Regions from separate parts of the Mus musculus genome. Here all the other regions are linked to region 3. The links are chromatin contacts, called in public ChIA-PET and HiChIP or PLAC-seq maps. All regions are on one chromosome and are shown on one strand. Each heading gives the region's core, a stretch centred on a gene start, on an enhancer-like site or on the middle of the called end of the contact. The rest is flanking DNA. Distances are from core to core; before and after follow the strand shown.

Region 1 (3,477 bases), core at 329-2,828, 210 kb after region 3:
GACAAATGTTCTTTATAAGAACTGAAGCCTATAAAATCACTTGTCACCTTGCAGCACTCCATGGCCACCAGGAAGAGTGCTTTTGCTTCAAGCTTAGGTTTTTGAGTGCTCCTAATGCTGTGTGACTGGGAACGTCGGAAAATGTGGCTTTCGTTAGGCTCAATTATGCACTGGCCACGTGGCAATGGACATGACGTTTCTTTGAGTTAGCTTATTTATTTTGAAAACAGAACAGGTACAAACTCCTGCTCCCCGCCCCCCCCCCCCACTGGGTTTTGCTTAACTTATTGATGTGTGACACATTCTTTACAAGTTATCAGTGAAGTAACTGATTATGTGTATGGATCAGATCTTGACAGTGTTGGCAGTGGTTAGACCAGGCCTATCTGTCACCTCGTAGTTATACTTTTTAGAGATTGGTAGTGAGTTTCCAGGTAAAGGGTTAGCAGTTCAGAGCCCACAGAGCAGGGTAGGGAGAAGGGTAAATCATCTTCGCAGGATTTGCTAGAGGAAAACTGCAGGATAGTTGGGTCACAAGGGCTAAATGGACTGCTGGGAAGAGCTGTTGTTTAAAGAATTGCATCTTAAAGTCAGGATTTTTTTGTATTTTGCTATTATGTCTAAACCAACTATACTGTCATATCTTCCATTTCAGTTTTTAAAATTAATTTTTAAGTTAATACACAAAGATGGGTTTCTATTTCCTTTGCTTTTATTATTATTATTATTATTATTATTATTATTATTTATTGTATGTGTATGATGTACATGTGTGAGTGTGGGTGCACATGTACCATAGCATGTGTGGAGGTCAGAGGTCAGTCACAGCATGTGTGGAGGTCAGAGGTCAGCTTCGGGAGTTGGAACTTTGGTCTACTCTGGGTTCCAGGTACTGAAGACAGATAGATGGTTGAGCTATCTCACAGCACTTGTTGCTTTGAGACAGCATTTACTCTATAGCCCAGGTTGGCCTTGAACTCTAGGTGACCTTCCGTTATGTTCCTACTGCCCCCCAGTATCACTGTGCTGTGGCACATGTGTGGCATCAGAGGACAAGTGTTGGGAGTCGGTGTTCTCCTCCTATCATGTGGGTCCTGGGAACTTGAACTCAGGCCTTCGGTCTTGGCAGGAAGCACCTTTACCAGCTGAGCCATCTTACCATTCTCAGCCCAGGTGCTTTTTGTTCTGTTTCTTTAATGTGTTTGTTTGTTTGGTTTGGTTTTACAAGGCAGGATCTCTCTGTGTAGCCCTGGAACTCACTCTGTAGACCAGGCTGGCCTTTAACTCAGAAATCCACCTGCCTCTGCCTTCTGAGGTGCAGGGATCAAAGGGATGCACCACCACCGCCCCTCCTCACCCCACCCCCAGTTCACTTTTAACCATAGGTTTCTTCTTAAGATGGCACTCACCCTAGCTCTCTGAGTTGGAGCAGCCCTTCTCAGCTGCTATCACCAGTCCTGACAGAGAAGTCACACTCTCAGCAAAACTAGAAGTAGTTAGAAGCTTGTGGGAGCTGGCTCCGGCCTGTGGGCAGGCTGTCTGTTTCTTCTCACCAGACTTCCTGGTTTATTTCCTGGATGAGATAGGTGTGGTGAACCCCGAGCCACATGTCCTGTTTCTACTCATTTGACTGTCATGCTTGAAGGGTTTCAGAAACACTTCCTTTTTGGAATAGAGTCTGTGTTTTAATTTTGACACTTTTGTACTGTGTCATAGAGGCAGATTGCAGTTTGCCAACTTACCTAAAAGTCTTATTTTGTAGCTTTTAAAAAACCCTTATTAAGCAGGGTGTGGTGTTACCACCTATAATCCTAATTCGTGAGCTGTATGCAGGCAGATCAGGAGTTCAAGGCCAGCCTGGGCTATGTGAGATACTGTTTGAAAATAAAACAGAGCTTTACTTTAACTTGGTGAGTGTTGGTAATCCAAACAGAGGCAGGAGGATTACTGTGAGTTTGAGGCCATCCTGGGCTATATAGTTAGTGAGTACAACTTTGGACAACACTGATTTACCATGCAGTTGGTAACCTAGAAAATAAGTATATAATCTGACTTTTGGAGAAAAGCATATTAAATACAATATTGGAAAGCAACGCAAGGTTGACGTTCGACCAAGATACAAGTCCCAGGAACCTAACAAGTCTTCATACAATTTTTTTTCTGGAAAAATCATTTTAGCATATGCTTACCATCATTTTTTCATTATTATTTAAGACTATTTATCTATACATATATATGTAATTAAACATAAAATATGCCAAATACATATACATAAAATGTATGTATGTATGTACATAAATGAATTGTCTACATGGCATTACTAATGTCTAATATTTCTGACCTGAGCCCCTTTGTTTCGCCCCTGCTGTTTCTCTTTGGTTTGTAACCAGGACAGGCTTCTCTGTGCTCAGAGCTCTGTCTGTTAGAATTGTTGAAGGCCTTGGCTGATTCTGTGACCTTCCTGGGAGGAATTGTATTTATCTATTGGCAGTCTAGGAACGCAGCTCGAGTTTGCTGTTAAACAAACACACTCTGAGGTTTTTGAGATAACAAAACTTTAGGTTGCAAAATCCACTGGAGTGTTGCAAGGTTTCAGGGGACTCTGTTCCGGTCTTTTGAAGGAGAGACACTTTCCTTTCTTTTACCTTCTGTTTCTGTCTAGGACCCTGAGGACGTGGCCATGTGGATCCTTAGCACTAAGGTGGTATTCTATTCGACTTCCAAGTCTGAAGTCCAAACAGGCCCTAGGTTTTGCCATTCTGTAAAGAGCCTGGCCTTGGGTCCTGTGTAGTGAAAGGTCCACATGTTGTGTGGCCGCCAGTGGGCAAAAGCTCTAGCTTTTGGCAAGAATCCATGTGTTTATCACGTGTCACTTAGGGTTCTAGCTTTTTAAATCTTTCATTCTGTGGTCTTGGGCCAGCTTTGCAATGAATTTATAAAAAGATTTTAAAAAAAAGCTTAATTATGTATTTATGCACATGTGAGTGCGGGTGCCCTGGGAGGCTACAAGGGGTGCCCTGGAGAAAGGACCAGGCAGTTGTGCATGGCCTGACTTGAGGGTTGGGAATGAACTCAGGGCCTTTGCAAGAGCAGCAAGCACTCAGCCACAGAGCCCTCCAGTCCCAGCAATGAGCTTTAAAAGCAAGTGTTTTCATTCTTAATATTTTGTTTGGTATCTTCACAGTCTCATGTGAAGATCTGTTCAGGGGCCTCGTTTCTCACCTTGCCAGAAGTGGACCCATAACTGTACATGGACCCACCCTAGACTGCCGTGCTTCTCTCTGAAGGGTGCGCTGTGTTTGCACCATGATGTGTGTACTAGTCTTTATGTTTGCTTGCTTCCAGCTTAATGGTTCACTGCTGCAGGATATCAACTTAAGGTTCAGTTTTAAATATCCAATTATCCTTATTTCCCGTAGGTCACATTACCATGAAACAATTGATAGCCAAGAAGAGGCTGTTGGCAGCAGAGGCGGA
Region 2 (3,898 bases), core at 1,350-3,849, 170 kb after region 3:
ACAAAACATGACCAAGAAGCAAGTTGGGAAGAAAAGGATTTATTCAGCTTACACTTCCACATTGCTGTTCATCACCAAAGGAAGTCAGGACAGGAACTCACCCAGGGCAGGAACCTGGAGGCAGGAGCTGATGCAGATGCCATGGAGGGATGTTACTTACTGGCTTGCGTCCCCCAGCTTGCTCAACTTGCTTTCCTATAGAACCCAGGATTACCAGCCCGGGATGGCACCACACACAATGGGCCCTTCCCTCTTGATCACTAATTGAGAAAATGCCTTACAGCTGGATCTCATGGTGGCATTTTCTCAAGGGAGGCTCCTTTCTCTGTGATAATTCCAGCTTGTGTCACGTTGACACACAAAATCAGCCAGTATAGTCACCTAAGAAGAGAATCTTAATAAGATATTGCCTCTGGGCATATGTATGTATATATGTGTGTGTGTGTGTGTGTGTGTGTGTGTGTGTGTGTGTGTGTGTGTGTGTAGGGGGGACTATCTTGATTGCTAACTGGTGTAGGAGGAGCTGCCAAGGGAAGGTAGCACCATTCCCTGAGCAGGAGACCCTGGACTGTGTAAGAAAACTAGTTCAGCATGAACCAGATAGCCGTGTTTCTCTGTGGTTTTATTTTCCCCTTGAGAGGACACACACAAAGAGAGAGAGAGTCAGAGACAGAGAGAGACACAGCGAGAACTGTGTATATATGATGTGCCTGTGTGAGTGAATGCCAAGTATGAGTTAACATGACCATGGACACCAGAAGACAACTTGGGATTGGACTTACAGGTGATTGTGAGCTGCCTGATGTGGTGGTGTGTGGGACATGACTCGGATCCTTTGGAAGGAAAGGCTCTTAACTGCCGAGCCATCTCTCCAGCCTCTTCCATGGTTCATGCTCATGAACTTCTTTCAGTAATGGGTTCTATCCTGTAAGATGAGACAAACCCTTTCTTCCCCTACACTTCTCTGGTTTTTGTTTTGGTTTTTCGAGACAGGGTTTCTCTGTTATCGCCCTGGCTGTCCTGGAACTCACTCTGTAGACCAGGCTGGCCTTGAACTCAGAAATCTGCCTGCCTCTATCTCCCGAGTGCTGGGATTAAAGGCGTGCGCCACCACACCCGGCGCTCTACACTTCTCTTAGAGTGTTTTATCACAGCAACAGAGAGCAAACCAGGACACTTTCCTGGAGCACTTCCTACCTGTACAAATGTGGAGGCTTGACTTGGTTAAGCTGACTGACTAAAGCCTTCTCAGTCAGGCTTATGGCTTCCCATGCAGTCCCTTCCTCTCCCACTCCTGTTCTTTTAGCTGGAGATCAAATCTATGGTGTAAGCATGGTGAGCCCAGCTTCTGCACCTGGGCTACATCCCAGCCCAGATTTATGCCCATTAGACAATCATCTCAAAAAGAAAAAGAAAAAAATCGAAAGAAAAAAAAGTGAAAAAGCCGGGCGTTGGTGGCATACGCCTTTAATCCCAGCACTCAGGAGGCAGAGGCAGGCAGATTTCTGAGTTCAAGGCCAGCCTGGTCTACAGAGTGAGTTCCAGGACAGCTAGGGCTACACAGAGAAATCCTGTCTCAAAAAACACAAAAAACACACACACAAAAAAAAAAAAAAAAAAGAAAGAAAGAAAGAAAGAAAGAAAGGAAGGAAGGAAGGAAGGAAGGAAGAAAGGAAGAAAGGAAGGAAGGAAAAAGAAAAAAGACAATCCTCTTGAAAAATTAGGCACTTGTAGAAGTTATTTCATTTCTGGTCCAGTAACTATTCTCAAACTTTTCTAAAGCCAGGGTTGTTAGATCAAATACTGAGTGTATTGGATTCTTATTTGCCAAATTTGCCAACTATGTCTATATGTCACCCTTGAGACAGCTCCATTCTTTTCTTTTTTCTTTTTCTTTTCTTTTAGAGACAGAGTCTCTCTATAGAACCCTGGCTGTCCTGGAACTCACTCTGCAGACCAGGTTGGCCTTGAACTCAAAAATCCACCTGCTTCTGCCTCTCCAGTGCTGGGATTAAGAAAAGCACCCTCATTGCCTGGGGATCACCTCCCTTCTTTGCTTCGTCACTGCCTTCTCTTTTTAGTCTTAATGTTTTAGAGAGGACAGTTTCTTCAGTATAATTGGTACATGGAAATATCACTTGGATTACTTAAAGATTTTATTGATTCTGTTACTGAAAGCCTTTTCTGTCTTATCTTTCAGTGTTTGGGGTGTGGAAGTAGTGAGAGTTACCTATTCCAATGTTCTGTAACAGCTTTTCCCAAGATTGAAACAGTCCATCCCACAGGGGACCTCTTTAAGCAGGAAGGTAGACAATTCAAAATGGCTTCAGGAAGTCCCTGAAACTTAACAGATTCACTTGGTCCCTCCCTGCCAGAGTAAGCAATCAAAGCTGAGAGCCTCTCTCAGAAGGAGTTGAGCTTCAGAGAGGACTCTCATACAAGACAAGCTTCAAAGAAGGCTCTGATACTTGACCAGCCACTGAAAGAAGCAGAAAGCAGCAGAGTTCAGATTTTGTGAGTTGTCACCATGCTGGGGTGGGCCTTGATGATGCAGTTTTCTTTGAGTCATTTCCACTCCTGTGAGTAATCCCTCACTCATATTCCTGTAAGTAATCCTAATAAAACTCATTGGTCACCAAGTCAGATGGTATGCATACTTTGGTTTGTGGTGGGATATCTATCTGGGGTGAATAAACCCATGTGTTATTTCTCCCCAGGAAACGTTTTGTCACACAACACCGGTAATATCCATGATGTCTGTGTTTTCCTCGTCCTCTTTAATCTGCTTGAATCAAACTGAGCTTAAATTAAACCAGACCAGGTTCACCTCTCTCACAATAAGTTGCTGAGAGAAGAAATTTAAGTCCCAAACACAATCACCATTGGTCTTCATGTGACAGCCCTGGAGGCCTGGAAGAGCTGATGACATAATTATATTTTGAGTCTAACAGCCTGATAAGCAGGAGAACCGACAGGATGAGGCTAGCCCAAGTCCAAACCTAAAGACAGGAGAAAGCCAGGTCTATGTCACGCAAGGCTGCAATCCAGCTGTGGGAGGTTGGCTGAGGGATTCCAAGCTCAAAGTTGTTCTGAAGGAAGAGTGCACCCAGGGTATGCTAGTGAGGTCCTGCCTCAGAATAAAGAGTAAAATCAGGGTGCTGGTTCTACAGTTCAGTTAGGGGGTGCTTTCCCAGCAGTCATGAAGACCTTGCCTTGATCCCCACCACCACATAAAACAGGCCCGGCAGCACACATCTGTAATTCCAATACTTAGGAGGTGGAGGAAGAAGGATCGGCGGTACAAGGTGATTCTCAGCAGCAATAGTGAATTTATGATCAGCTTGGTCTATGAGAGAACCAGTCTCAAAGGCAAACAAGGGCTGGAGGAATGGCTTGATGGTTAAGGAACGTATTCCTCTGTAAGAGGACTCGGGTTTGATTCCCAACACCCACATCAGGCAACTCACAAATGCCTGGAACTCTAGCTTCAGGGAGCCAGTGCTTGTCTGATCTCCTCGGGCACAGACACACATACATACACATACTTAAATAATAAAACTTAAAAATCAAACAATCTCAAACAATAATGAATCGTAAAAGAGAAATGAACAAACAAAACAAAACAAAACAAAAAAGAAGTTCAGCCATTTTAAAGTTACCATTCTGCCAGGCAGGATAGCTGTGGTGGTTTGAATGAAAATGGCCCCCATAGACTCATAAGAAGTGACATTATTAGAGGTGAGGTCTTGTTGGAGTAGGTGTGCCCTTGTTGGAGGAAGTGTGTCACTGGGGGTGGGCTATGAGGTTTCCCGTGCTTGAGACAAGCCAGTGTCCCACTTTCTTCCTGCTGTCTTCGGATCCAGATGTAGAACCCTCCAGCATCATGCAATGTCTGCCT
Region 3 (3,882 bases), core at 348-2,847:
CTGTCTTCAGACACACCAGAAGATGGCATCAGATCTCATTACGGATGGTTGTAAGCCACCATGTGGTTGCTGGGATTTGAACTCAGGACCTTCGGAAGAGCAGTCAGTGATCTTAACCGCTGAGCCACCTCACCAGCCCCCACCTCAAGATTTTTTTATTGCTTTGTTTAAACTATACAAGCATAGCCATTTAATTATTTTACAAAGATATAAAATGCATACATCTAGAAAAGAACAGCCTCTTTAACAAATGGTGCTGATAAACTGGATATCCACATAGAAGACTGATTTCTGCTGTCTCTCACCCAACATAGCAATCAGTTCAAAGTGAACTGGTCTACCAAGTGAGTTCTAGGACAGCCAGGGCTACACAGAGAAACCTTGTCTCGAAAACAAAACAGGCAAACAAAAAATCCAAACAATAACAAAAACCCATAGTATGTTAGACTGTCATGCATGCTCAGATATTTATTTTACTTATTTACAAATTTTATTTATTTATTTTATTTATTTATTTACAACTAAGTGTAAAGAAGTGGGTCAGTTTCCTGCCACCTTGGCAAGCACCCGAGAGTTATCAAAGAAACAGTTTATTTGGTTCATAACCTTGAAGGTCAAGTTCACTACTTACAGACCTCTGGGAAAGGTGGGCAGAGTGCATCGTGGCGGGAGCAATTGGTAGAACAAAACTGCTCACCCACAATTCTCTTTCAAGAACATGCCCCCACCCCAGTAACCCAAAGACCTCCACTAGGGCTCACTTCTAATTTCCACCACCTTCCTCCTGATGCCAAGCTGGGAACCAAGCCTGAGTTTTTGGTGTTTTCTAAATATTGACAGGGTCTCACTATGTAACTGTAGCTGGCTTGGCACTCAGTATGTAGACAAGGCTAGCTTTGAACTCAGAGAGCTGTGCCTGCCTCTGCCTCTGCCTCCTGGTGCATCTGATCAGGTTTTAAAACCTAGCTATGCGTGGGCAAGTACTTAGCCTAACATCTGTAATTCTCACATGATACAATTTCCTCTTAACCCGGGGTTTTCCCGAACTCAAATACCATCCTACCCTACTTCTTGCTTCTGCTAGACTGGCATCCATGAAAGCCTGCTGCTGCTCACTGCTCTCTACTGTTTCATTTTCCTCTTTAGAGGACCAGGCCACCCAGCTCTCCACTGCTCACACTCTTCGGACTGCTTCTGCACCCAGCTGACTCCCCTGACAACAAAAAAACGCTCCCTGCTCAGACGGTTTCATCACCCTCCTGTTGGCAGAAAGCTGACCTACGAGGGCAGGGCACCAAAAGGGGTTCTTATGTGGGAGGCGCAGCTGAATGGCTGGCAGTGGCCATTTCGTGGCCACTTGAGGCCACAGGCATGCCCCAGAATAGCCTGCATCCCGAGGGGCAGACAGGGGCTCAGGATTCCTGCAGTCCGGGACACCAGTTTGAGTTTCATTTCGGATGGGTCTCTGGTCTGAATCGAAACTTGGTTCCATTAGGATGGGTTGCTCAGTCAGCCTCTGCGAGGGCGGAGCGGTCACCACGGCGACGCCAATCCTGGGCCGCGCCGGCTGGTGGGTGTCGATGAGTCCTGGGTCCCGGGACTCTTGGAGGCGGAAGCGCTCGCTCCGGTCATGTTTCTTGGCGCTCTCTGGTTGCTGCTGCTCCTGCCGCTGCGCCCCCCGGGAGCGCAGGGCCAGGAGGCCGACGAGCCCACCCCTTGGCCGAGCGTCAAAGGCCTGAAGGAGCAGCTGAGGAAGGCCGGTGCCCTCTCCAAACGGTACTGGGAGCTTTTCAGCTGCACCTTGTGGCCCGATCACTGTGAAGACCAGGAGACCCCCGTGCCGCCTCTGGGTAAGAGCGGTCCCCGCCGCCGACCCCTCGCTCACCTGCCAGTCTCACTCTTAAGCACTGCGTACTGCAGGCCTGCATCAGGGGCCTGGTCACTGCACCCCACCTCCGCACGACTCTAGGTGCAGCCCCTAGGGACAACTAAAGGTCTGGCTGCTCTGCCGCCCCTCACCTGCCCTGATTTCTCTAGACACTCAAGCCTCCCCATTCTTGCTCGCTTTATTGATGATGGTTTAAGGAAAGCCGTTTGTAGACATACTTGGTGATTGTCCCAACCCCAGATACTTTCACTTCTAAGGCTTAGAGAGGAAGCGCTGGGGCGTACGAGGGAACCTGGCTGTGAGTTGGGACCTGAACTCTGGTTTGGGCGCTGTCACACTGAGAAACCTCAGGACTGTCTCTCTTGTCCCTATCTTGCCATCTCATAGCATTTCCTTTCCAGGCTGGAGCCTTCCTCTGTGGGGCCGGCGGTCGCTGGATGTGCTCACTGCATGGCTCTGTCGCTTTCAGGACTGCTGCAGCGGCGGCGGCGATTGCAGGATCTCCAACAACTTGACAGGTTGGAGCTGACGTGATTTTCAGGGTTCAGGTATCTGGGGGAGGGGGTTGGTGAGTATGGAGAAGCGACTGGTGAGAAACCTACCCCTCACGGGTCTGCAATTATTTGAGGACCTCTCTGACAAGACTTTGAACTCCACGATTTCCAGAAAGGACACTCTCCAACAATAGGGACGACAAAACAGCAGCACTGATAGTGCCCTTAGCGGATGTTACATTATACCAACTAGGAAAAGTGCCCAAATACTTGCTATGTGGCTGTTTTCAAAATACTAGTCCTCAGGAGAGCCAGGCAAGTACTTCATCCCTCAGCCCTCCTGGGTTTTTGTTGTTTGTTTTGTTTGTTTGTTTTTTAGAGTATGGAGATACTTAGTGATTTGTTTATAAAAAGATTAAGAAGTTTAAGATATGTTCTATGGGGTTGTGGGGAGGTATGGAAAGGGGGTGCCTCAGTGGGCCCATGCCAAGGCATCCCTTCCCGCTGAAGGGCCAGCAGGGGAAGAAAGGGGAGTTAAGAGGGTAGTAGAGGCAGAGGAAGGAGAGAGAGACAGAGACGGAGAGGCCGGCCTTGAGCACGTGGAGAGAGGGGGAAGGGAAGGGGGAAGCGAAGAGCCCAAGAGAGAAGCAAGCGGGAAGCAAGAGTAAGTAAGGGAGGAGGGGTAAGCAGCCCCTTTTACAAAGGGTCAGGCCTTTGTGGGGAGGAGCATACGAGGCTGTTGCCAGGCAAGTGTAGGTTGGCGTTTAGACAGAATGCTAACACTTAATCAAGAGCAAGAGGCCCTTACCTTACTCCCAACCCCAGTCGTGGTGCTCCCAATTTTTTTTTATCTTTAGTTTATTTATTTATTTATTTATTTATTTATTTATTTAAAGACAGGATTTCTCTGTGTAGCCCTGGCTGTCCTGGAACTCACTCTGTAGACCAGGCTGGCCTTCAACTCTGAAATCCCCCTGCTTCTGCCTCCCAATTGCTGGGATCAAAGGTGTGTGCCACCACTGCCTGGCTAGCTTTAGTTTAAAGGTACAGAGTTTATTGGTATCTATGGGAACCATGAACATCTCATACCCAACTAAGACAGCTGGCAGGAGACACTGTAAGGTGCAGGTTATGCCCTGGTCATCCTCTGTTCTGAAGATGTCCCTATACTCATACCTGAAGGACATCTTTTTTCCTTTTTAAATATTTATTTATTATATGTAAGTACACTGTAGCTGTCTTCAAATACACCAGAAAAGGGTGTCAGATCTCATTATAGATGGTTGTGAGCCACCATGTGGTTGCTGGGATTTGAACTCAGGACCTTCAGAAGATCAGTCAGTGCTCTTAACCGCTGAGCCATCTCTCCAGCCAGGAAGGGCATCTTCTGAGGAAGAACTGTTCATCTCTGTTGGCTCCACTATGTACCAGGCCCTGTGCTAAAAATTCTGCAGCGACTGAGTCAGAATCTCACACAGCCTGCCTCTTTTCAAGAGTGTT

Evidence for each region. ChIA-PET counts read pairs in DNA pulled down with a chosen protein or histone mark. HiChIP or PLAC-seq counts read pairs in DNA pulled down with a chosen protein or histone mark.
Region 1: a contact with region 3 is called in an RNA polymerase II ChIA-PET map of memory CD8 T cells, with 8 read pairs. The contact joins the enhancer-like site here to the promoter of Tor3a in region 3. A contact is called at or near these places in 1 of 39 promoter capture datasets (liver), 2 of 484 Hi-C or Micro-C datasets (bone marrow-derived macrophages and muscle stem cells), 2 of 115 datasets of contacts at active chromatin or transcription factors (memory CD8 T cells and pancreatic cancer cells) and 3 of 9 other capture datasets (adipose tissue, liver and pancreatic islet).
Region 2: a contact with region 3 is called in a FOXA1 HiChIP or PLAC-seq map of pancreatic cancer cells. The contact joins the enhancer-like site here to the promoter of Tor3a in region 3. A contact is called at or near these places in 2 of 39 promoter capture datasets (the C10 cell line and stem cell-derived epiblast-like cells), 2 of 484 Hi-C or Micro-C datasets (stem cell-derived germline stem cell-like cells and undifferentiated spermatogonia), 5 of 115 datasets of contacts at active chromatin or transcription factors (embryonic stem cells, large pre-B cells, pancreatic cancer cells and 1 more) and 3 of 9 other capture datasets (adipose tissue, liver and pancreatic islet).

Annotation. Positions count from the first base shown.
Region 1 is chr1:156,457,947-156,461,423 of GRCm38.p6, reverse strand. Soat1 (sterol O-acyltransferase 1) reads left to right here. Exons shown (of 16, transcript NM_009230.3): 3 at 3,420-3,477. Among named protein-coding and RNA genes, the nearest start is that of Soat1, 15 kb to the left of the region's middle. Within about 2 kb of position 1,578, at least 137 of the 459 cell types and tissues checked have an H3K27ac peak or open chromatin away from gene starts, as enhancers often do. A contact at or near this core is called in adipose tissue, bone marrow-derived macrophages and memory CD8 T cells, where this site is marked.
Region 2 is chr1:156,506,657-156,510,554 of GRCm38.p6, reverse strand. No RefSeq gene overlaps it. Among named protein-coding and RNA genes, the nearest start is that of Gm39682, 32 kb to the right of the region's middle. Within about 2 kb of position 2,599, at least 31 of the 459 cell types and tissues checked have an H3K27ac peak or open chromatin away from gene starts, as enhancers often do. A contact at or near this core is called in pancreatic cancer cells and stem cell-derived germline stem cell-like cells, where this site is marked.
Region 3 is chr1:156,672,054-156,675,935 of GRCm38.p6, reverse strand. Tor3a (torsin family 3, member A) reads left to right here and starts at 1,597. Exons shown (of 6, transcript NM_023141.2): 1 at 1,597-1,850; 2 at 2,290-2,406. The coding sequence starts at 1,631.